Regions from separate parts of the Mus musculus genome. Here regions 1 and 3 are each linked to region 2. The links are chromatin contacts, called in public Hi-C and HiChIP or PLAC-seq maps. All regions are on one chromosome and are shown on one strand. The core of a region is the stretch at or near the end of the contact, and the rest is flanking DNA. Distances in the headings are between cores, read along the strand shown.

What was found. A called contact is a pair of places that touch in the nucleus more often than the background predicts. HiChIP or PLAC-seq counts read pairs in DNA pulled down with a chosen protein or histone mark.
Region 1: an H3K4me3 HiChIP or PLAC-seq map of embryonic limb bud shows a contact between it and region 2, with 5 times the contacts expected there. The contact joins the promoter of Mthfsd here to the enhancer-like site in region 2. A contact is called at or near these places in 1 of 39 promoter capture datasets (neural stem cells), 1 of 484 Hi-C or Micro-C datasets (Sertoli cells), 14 of 115 datasets of contacts at active chromatin or transcription factors (the NIH/3T3 cell line, acute myeloid leukemia, craniofacial prominence and 10 more) and 2 of 9 other capture datasets (adipose tissue and macrophages).
Region 3: a Hi-C map of the N1E-115 cell line shows a contact between it and region 2, with 4 times the contacts expected there. The contact joins the promoter of Foxl1 here to the enhancer-like site in region 2. A contact is called at or near these places in 2 of 39 promoter capture datasets (the C10 cell line and liver), 1 of 15 datasets of contacts at CTCF or cohesin (large pre-B cells), 2 of 484 Hi-C or Micro-C datasets (the N1E-115 cell line and Sertoli cells), 13 of 115 datasets of contacts at active chromatin or transcription factors (the NIH/3T3 cell line, craniofacial prominence, embryonic basal ganglia and 9 more) and 2 of 9 other capture datasets (embryonic stem cells and macrophages).

What each region holds. Positions count from the first base shown.
Region 1 is chr8:121,106,889-121,109,588 of GRCm38.p6, forward strand. Mthfsd (methenyltetrahydrofolate synthetase domain containing) reads right to left here and starts at 1,449. Exons shown (of 9, transcript NM_001372381.1): 1 at 1,400-1,449; 2 at 1-85. The coding sequence starts at 1,415.
Region 2 is chr8:121,357,817-121,360,516 of GRCm38.p6, forward strand. No RefSeq gene overlaps it. Among named protein-coding and RNA genes, the nearest start is that of Gm26747, 59 kb to the right of the region's middle. Within about 2 kb of position 1,430, at least 38 of the 459 cell types and tissues checked have an H3K27ac peak or open chromatin away from gene starts, as enhancers often do. A contact at or near this core is called in the N1E-115 cell line and embryonic limb bud, where this site is marked.
Region 3 is chr8:121,126,292-121,129,026 of GRCm38.p6, forward strand. It overlaps Foxl1 (forkhead box L1), which reads left to right and starts at 1,394. Exons shown (of 1, transcript NM_008024.2): 1 at 1,394-2,735. The coding sequence starts at 1,671. The coding sequence ends at 2,681.

The sequences.
Region 1 (2,700 bases), core at 199-2,698, 250 kb before region 2:
TGATGAACGGGTCGGGGAAAGTCAGCTATATCATGGGATTCCATGTAGTCCCAAATCCGTTCACGTATGCTTTGTTTGGAGACACCTACAAGAAGGAAGGACTGTGACGTACTGCTAAGAAGCAATCCCATAATGCACGTGGGCACATCTATACCTGCCACTGTGACACCACTTGCATAGGAATTTGCGACCGAGTCAGACCAGCTTAAGATAACCAAAAGTATTAGTTTTCCCTCGAGCTCCCTGGCCAGTTGAGAGAAGCACCTTCATTTCTGCTAGGAAGCTGGAACACACTGAAACCAACTGTAAATCAATCTGTAGTCTTTCCTCGGCAGTGCTAGGGGTTCCTGCATCCCAGGCAAGCTCTCTACGAGTGAGCTACACACCTTTTTGAGGCAGGGTGTCTCTCTGATCAAAATGGGGCTTGAACCTTTAAGTGCTCTTCCTTCAGCCCCCAAATAGTGAGGTTACGGGTGTGCCACCAGGTCTGGCTAGAAGGTCATCTTTTGAACTAGTTAGTGATCCAGTGGGTCACACCTGGGGCTTTAAGTGTGCTAAGCAAGAACACTATCACTGAGCCACACTCCCAACATGTCCTTTAAACTGTTAAATCTTACAAATGACCTTACAAACCTCACAAGGCAGGCGTATAGAAAGTACATTTGTCTTCCTTGATATTTATAGCTGGTGCAAGCCTTTAATCCGAGCTCTTGGGAGGCAGAGGCGCTCTAAATCTCTAAATTTTGAGGCCAGCCTGAAATACAGAGTGAATTCTAGGGCAGCCAGGATTACACAGAGGAACCCTGACTCGAAGAAAACAAAACAAAACAAAGCACAAAGATGTATTTATTGTATATGTGCACCGCCAGCAACCGAACCGGCGGGGTGTGCATGCAGGTGCGGGAGGGCACTGGGTCCCTTCCCGTGGAACTGGACTTGTGAGTCACCGCATAGGCTTGCTGGGCCTTTCTCCCTCCTCTCTTCTCCACCTCCCTCCCTTCCTCTCCCGCTCGCTCTCCTCTTTCACTTCTCTCCTCTCTCTCCCTTCCTCCCTCTCTCTCCTGCTGGTATCACAGCGTTTGCACCAGCAGACCCCACTGACCAGCAATGGTTGCCTTCCCTACTTTCGCGGCCGGTGCACTTGTCGAGAACGCTTTGCAGCGCGGGCCGGGTGCCTGCTGGGCGAGTGCTCGCCGCCGCTGCGCGACCTCCCCAGCCTGGCTGGCTAAAACCTGTCCAGCCAAGCAAGGCGAGGATGGGACTGATCCTCCCTCCCGGCTGCCAGCCTCGGCGTCCCAGCCGTACCAGGCCGAGCCGCGTCCTCCCCCACGCATGCGGACCACGGGAACAACCGCGCCGTCCCAGCCTCGGTTTCCCCATCACCCTCGGTCTTCCTCACCCTCCTGGGTCTCCATGGCTAACACGTCACCGAGCGACGCCCCGTAGCATGTCCCCGCGCGCTAGTGACGCCAGACGCCAGCGCTTCGTGCTGCACCTGCGCACTGAAGCTAGTGACCCGCAAGGTTCGCGCACGCGCGGTTGGTGCAGTGGGCGGACTCCCGTTCTGGGTTTGGGGTTCCCTGCAGTAGTAGCACCGACGCATTAGAGGACCAGAGGTCACCGCTGGAACTGCCTTGCAACGCGGATGCCCAGGATTTCCCGAGACACACACGCACACAACACGCATACATTTATACCGTATGGAACATATAACACTCTAGGGCGGACGAGATGGTTCAGCGAGATAAAGGCGCTTGTTGCTAAGCCTGACAACTTGAGTTCGATTCTCAGGACCCACACAGGGTAAAAGGAGAAAAATGACTCCCGAAAGTTGTCTTTTGAGCTTCACAAGCTCTGTGTGTGTGTGTGCGAGTATGTATAGTACCTATAGAAACATCCCTTGAAATTCAAGGTTAACAAGGAAACCTGTTTATAGGAGTGGATCTAGGGTTTCCAACTTTCTTTTCTGTACCATGAATTGTACCAGGAACACGTGGTTAGACATAAAAATAAAGACTGTTTATAAAGGAAAGGCACTCCTGAAATGAAGAGGGTTGTAAGTCAGGGACAGCTTGGTCGATTTTGTGTGTGTGTGTGTGTGTGTGTGTGTGTGTGTGTTCCCAATGCTTGTAGTCAGCATACTGTGCATTTGGAGCATCTGTTGGGCTAAGGATGTACAAGTCTGCACTGGCCACTCAGCTCCACACATCCTAGCCTCTGATTGGGGGATGTGAGGGCAGCTATTGTCTGATTGGGGGATGTAAGGGCAGCTAGTGTCTGTTTTGCAGCTTTGCCTTTGCACCTTGAACAGACAAGGCTTCCCTGAACTGCCCTGTACCTGAGAAAGGTGGCGTCATGGGTGCCATCTTCACGGATTCCCCGGTTGGTTAGAGATTGTTAGCACTCAGTCCTTCCTGCCCACTAATCACCAAAATGATTAGTACACTTTTTTTTTTTTTTTTTTTGAGACAGGGTCTGACTATGCAGCCCTGGCTGGCCTTGAAACCACAGACCCACTTGTCTCTTCTCCCAAGGGCTGTGAAGTTGTGAGCCACCATGCCTGGCTAATGTTTGCCTTTCCTGCCCTTCCCCAACCCCAGCTTCCTTTTTCTCTTCCTCTTCCTCCCTCATTTCTTCCTTTCTTCTGTCTCTTCCTGTTCCTTTAGGTGTTTTGAGACAGGGTTGTACTCTGTCCTGACC
Region 2 (2,700 bases), core at 180-2,679:
AATGGCTGGTGTCATTACAGGAAGGTTTTCTGAGAACAGCGATAGATATTTCCCAGGAGGCGCTATGTGGGGACATGGCAGAGACTGGAGCTCTGGAGCCATGGGTCACAAGCCAAGGACTGCCACATATACACTCTGAAGAAGCAAGAGGAGCCTTGGAGGGATCACACAGAGACAGAGAGACAGAGACAGAGACAGGGACAGCGAAATAGAGACAGAGAGACAGAGACAGGCTTAGAAAATCTGAGTCATGGACAGATTGAGAACAGAGCCCACATACCAGGTCCACAGTGCATGCCACACGCAGAGGACCGATAGGGTCAGCTCTCACATGTGATGTCAGTCTCCCAGGTCTGCTTCTTAGCCAGTTCTGTCCCAATGACAACACAGAAGAACGTCCCGGGACTTGTCAGGATGAGGAGTTCAAAGCCAGCTTCTGCTTCATACTGAGTTTGAGGCTAGCCTGAGCTATAAGAACCTCTGTCTCAAAACAACAAATATAAACAAGCAGAAAGAGGCCCTCGGTCCTGCTAAGCATGGCGGTTAGCATGGGCTGTCAACCTGAGCGGATCAGGAGGAAACTAACTGACCTGTCTGGAGCCTTGTGGAAGGAACAGGGGTTCACAGAGGCCCGAGGCCTCTGCCAGGCCTGTGCTATAGCCTCAACTACAGCTTCTCTCATAGAATTCCTCTCATAGAATTCTCACAGAATGCCACCGAGGCAGCAGATGCCCAACCCCTGTGATCTAGGGAGAAGGCCTGAAAGAATTTGTCCCCAGCAAGCAGATTGGGGACAGGTTTGCAGCCCCAACCTTTATCTGCCCACTGTTTAGGGAGCAGAACCTTGCTCACCCCTCCAGCCCAGATGCAGATGTGAGGGGTCAGGGGCCTGCCATAATTAGCTTAGGAAGGCCGTGAACACTTGACCTGACTGCAGAGGTCATGGGGAAACCCCAAGTGCTCTGTGCTATTTTTAGCCCCAAGGGCCACGTGATCTGATTGGACCATAGCACCACCCTGGGGCAGAGGAGGGAGCAGGAGTCCTGTAGTAGCCTGTGGGGATGATAGACAGGTCACCAGACTTAGTACACATCATGAGGTCCTTGCCCGTCCTGCTGCAGGGGACCAGAGCCCGTGTGGGTAAACTGAGGCACAAGGTGATTTGACAACAGAGGAGGCCAGGGAGGCCTTACCGCTGTAACCCTTACAGCTGGGGCATAGCCACCTGAGACCCCGGGCAAGGCAAGCACCTTGCACCTCAGTTGCTGTGGCTGTGAAATGGGGTGAAATGAGGCCCAAGAGCTCATTGCCCGGAGAGCAACACCCTGGCCCACTGCTGGCAGGGCCCTGTGAAGGAGAGAGAGGCCCGTGTGTGTAGCTGGTGGCCTCCTAGAGTCGTCCCAGAGGGAGGGTAGAGCCGGGGCAGCCACGGGAGCTGAGGAGGAAGGGGAGGCTGAGGCCAGCGGAGGTCACCCCTGCCGCCGCCGTCAGGCTGGGCGGGTGCACAAGGAACTTGTTTAATGGAGCTCTGATTACAGAAGATAGGGCTTTCTGAAGGCTTCCAGGGGCCGCTTTAGAGAGATTAGTATTTATTACACCCCGAATTAGCTGGCAAAAGGGCCTGCTTCTGTGAGACACTCAGCAGAGCCTGGAAGCTCAGCCGTTCTTTTATTACCCCATAAACACAGCCGCTCTCTCCTCTTCCTCCAGCTCAGCCCTTGCTCTGTCTTTTTAAGCCATTTAAACCTTTAATCAGAGACTAATTGGGCAGAGCAATAACAAATCCCTCTCGGCTCTTCCAGAGCCCTGGACGGGGAGGGGAGGCAGCAAGACCCAGGAAAGCCTCGTAGAAGCTTCATGCCACGGTAGGCAGAGCCAAAGCCTTGGTCCCTAAACCAATCGGTTGCCCTGGCTGCAGCAGGGCTTCCTGGGACGGGAATGTCTTTGCTGTTTCTGCATACAGCACACCACACAGCCCTAGGGGAGCTAGTATACAAACACACACACACACACACACACACACACACACACACACACACACACACTGTTCTCCCTGTCCGCCTCCACCCCCAGGGTAGTTCTTCTAGGAAATGCTCACAGATCTGCCCAGAGACACATTGTTGTCTAGTCACTTCCAGATCCACTCAAGCTGACAGACAAGATTAACTGCCACACTTAGCAGGACCGCGGGGCCTCTTTCTGCTTGTTTATTTTTGTCATCTCAAGACAGAGGCTCTTATAGCTCAGGCTAGCCTCAAACTCCGCACCTAGCAGAAGCTGGCTGGGTTTCCAAGGGTCTTCTTTTTGTCAGGCTTGGAAGCTATATGGTCCCAAGCAGTGTCCCAAGCCTAAAGTCAGGTGCCAGTGCTGACCCAGGAGGTCAGCTGATGAGTCACCATTCCTGGCCCGTCTTCTGAGTCAAGAGTCCTTGGTGACACTATTGTGCTGGAGCCTGAAGAGGCCACAGTGACATCAGTGAGCATGGTCTCTCCTGCTCCAGGGACTGCTGCACAGGTAACAACAACTCGGGATGATCTGAGCAGTTGTCTGTCAGAAGGACGGTGAAGGAGCAGGGGACAGTCCCGCACCGTAATCAGCAAACAGAACATGGAAGCCCATTCGAGCCTGTTCCCAGAGGTGGGCCTTGTGAACAATTTACCTCCACCACGGTCTCTCCATGACTCCCTCTGCCAGCCACAG
Region 3 (2,735 bases), core at 144-2,643, 230 kb before region 2:
CATCGTAAACGTGAAGGCTCTATTCTGGATTCCTCCCTTTGGAGTGGGAAGATCAATACTCCACTTCTCCACGTTCAGAGGCCATATGAGTACCAGCCACTGGTGCAAGCCTCAGTGTGTCTTCCCCTTCCAGTGGGTGGCAGAAGTTTTTTCTTTACCTATGACACCACCAAATAACACCACCAAATGCTTCTTCTTTGGCAGAGAAGGAAGGGGTGGGGGGCTACTAACCCAGATCTTGACACAGTTTCCACTTGCTTTCAAAGAATAATTGCGTGCAGACATCATGAACAGAGACTGCCTCCTCAAGGCTAACCTGCATCCGTACCGTACCCGGATGGAGGGGAGCCACTTGGAGAGATGCCCCTTTTAGAATGAGCAGCATCCAGGAGTTTGGATTCAAAGTTTGACATGGTTAAATGTAAAACGAGACGGGTGGGGGATGCTTACACCCCTGGGTGGGTGGGTGTGTGTGTGGGGGGGACCAGCATGCAGGCTTTACAAATGCTTAATGTAATCACCAAGCAGCTGCACACACTTGTAAAGCTGTTGTAACCCCCTCCTTGTTATAAACAGGAAAGTACAGCGTATGGAGCTAAGGACCTACATTCACGAACACCAGCTCCCCGCCAGCTGCCACCCTCCCCCTTTATGGTGTGCCTGGCTAGGAACCTTAGCCAGACCCAAGGACCTTGTTGTCCCCCCCCCGCCCCCCCACACTTTCCAAGGGGAGTTGTTTTGTATTCTTCCTCTGGCCAGCCAAGGTAGGGGACCAGATACTCTGCCCATCCACAGCTTTCCAGAGCTGTCTGCTTTCCACCTCCAAAAACGTTGGCTACTGAGATCCAGTCATTTGAGTCTCCTGGAACCCCGTTAGGTGGGGCCTCTTCGACAGTAGTCCCCTAGAGAGTGCTCATCTCTGTAAGGTGTGTGTGTGTGTGTGTGTGTGTGTGTGTGTGTGTGTGTCTACTGTCTTCCGAGTTCCCAAAGTGCAGACAACGGTGCTATCTCTACAATGCCCTAAGCTTGGGGAAATCAAAGCTCTTTTGTGGGAGGATCCCCAAGACCAGATTACAATGTACCCCTTGGCTTCCCCACCCCCATCTCCATTCCTCCTTTCTGGCCTACCAGACCCAGCTTGGGGAGAGCCACCCGTCCCTCCACATCCTGCCTCGCTGACTGTGTGCTTACAGCGTCAAGGGGTGGACGTGGTATTTCAAACATCAGATCAGTGCGTTTATATATTGGGTGCCCGGAAATTTTTCCAAATAAACACAGCTTGATTCAACTTGGGTGGGCGGACTTATCAACAGACTAATTCTATAAACAAATGAAGACTAGCCCCGAAACCGATTGGTTGGTATCAAAAAGACACGTGGAGGGAAGAGCTGGGAGATTTTCAGCAATGAAATTTTAATTAATGTGGGTGGGCTGAGAACACAAGGACTGTTTATCATAGACAATTTATTTTCCAGCGCTAAGTCAACACATAATAGCAAACTTACAACAATTATTTAACATTTTTAAAGCCATGAAGAAGGGACAAAGCGCGCAGCGGCTGGGGAGAGCGGCTGATCGCAGGGCAGTCGCACAGAGGGCTCCCCAGGAGGGCCCTGGTGCGGGGCAAAGTCCTTAGGACTCCCCGGTGGAGCGGAGAGGCTGCTGTCGCCATGAGCCACCTCTTCAGTCCCCCGCTGGCCGCTCTGGCAGCCTCGCCGCTGTTGTACGTGTACAGCCCCGAGAGGCCTGGGCTGCCCCTGGCCTTCGCCCCTGCGGCTGCACTGGCCGGCCCGGGCCGCGTCGAGCCCCCGCAGAAGCCGCCCTACAGCTACATCGCTCTTATAGCCATGGCGATCCAGGATGCTCCCGAGCAGAGGGTCACACTGAACGGCATCTACCAGTTCATCATGGATCGCTTCCCGTTCTACCACGACAACCGCCAAGGCTGGCAGAACAGCATCCGCCACAACCTGTCGCTCAACGAGTGCTTCGTGAAGGTGCCACGTGAGAAGGGGCGGCCGGGCAAGGGCAGCTACTGGACCCTGGACCCCCGCTGCTTGGACATGTTTGAGAACGGCAATTATCGGCGCAGGAAGAGGAAGCCCAAGCCCGCCGCGGGTTCCCCGGAGGCCAAGCGCACCCGGGTCGAGCCGCCGGAGTCCGAGGTGGGCTGCGATGTAGGGTCCCCGGACCTGGCCACTGCACTCCCGACGCGCGCGCCGGATCGCTCCCAATCCCCGGCAGTAGGCACCGCGCGGCCCGCGCTCCTTCCCTGGCCCGGCCCTGAGCCCCGGGACCCCGACGCGGACCTCACAGTCCAGGGCGCAGGGGCAGTGGCAAGCGGCCAGCTCCAGCGTCCGGCACACCACCTGGGGTCCCCTCTGTGCCCCGCCCCCAGCGGCTCCCCAAAAGGTTCCAAGTCAAAGAGTTTCAGCATCGACAGCATCTTGGCCGTGAGACCGACGCCAGCCTCAGGGGCCGAAGCACCGGGGATCCCTAAGCCCGTGCCTGGCGCGCTGGGCTCCTCTCTGCTGGCTGCCTCCTCCGGCCTAGCGCCTCCCTTCAACGCTTCGCTGGTCTTCGACGCGCACGTCCAGGGCGGCTTTTCCCAGCTGGGGATTCCCTTCCTTTCTTATTTTCCTCTGCAGGTTCCCGAGGCCACAGTGCTTCGTTTCCACTAAGGCGGATTAGCGGCTGCTTCCCTGCCTCGCGATCCCCCCACCTCCAGTGAGCCA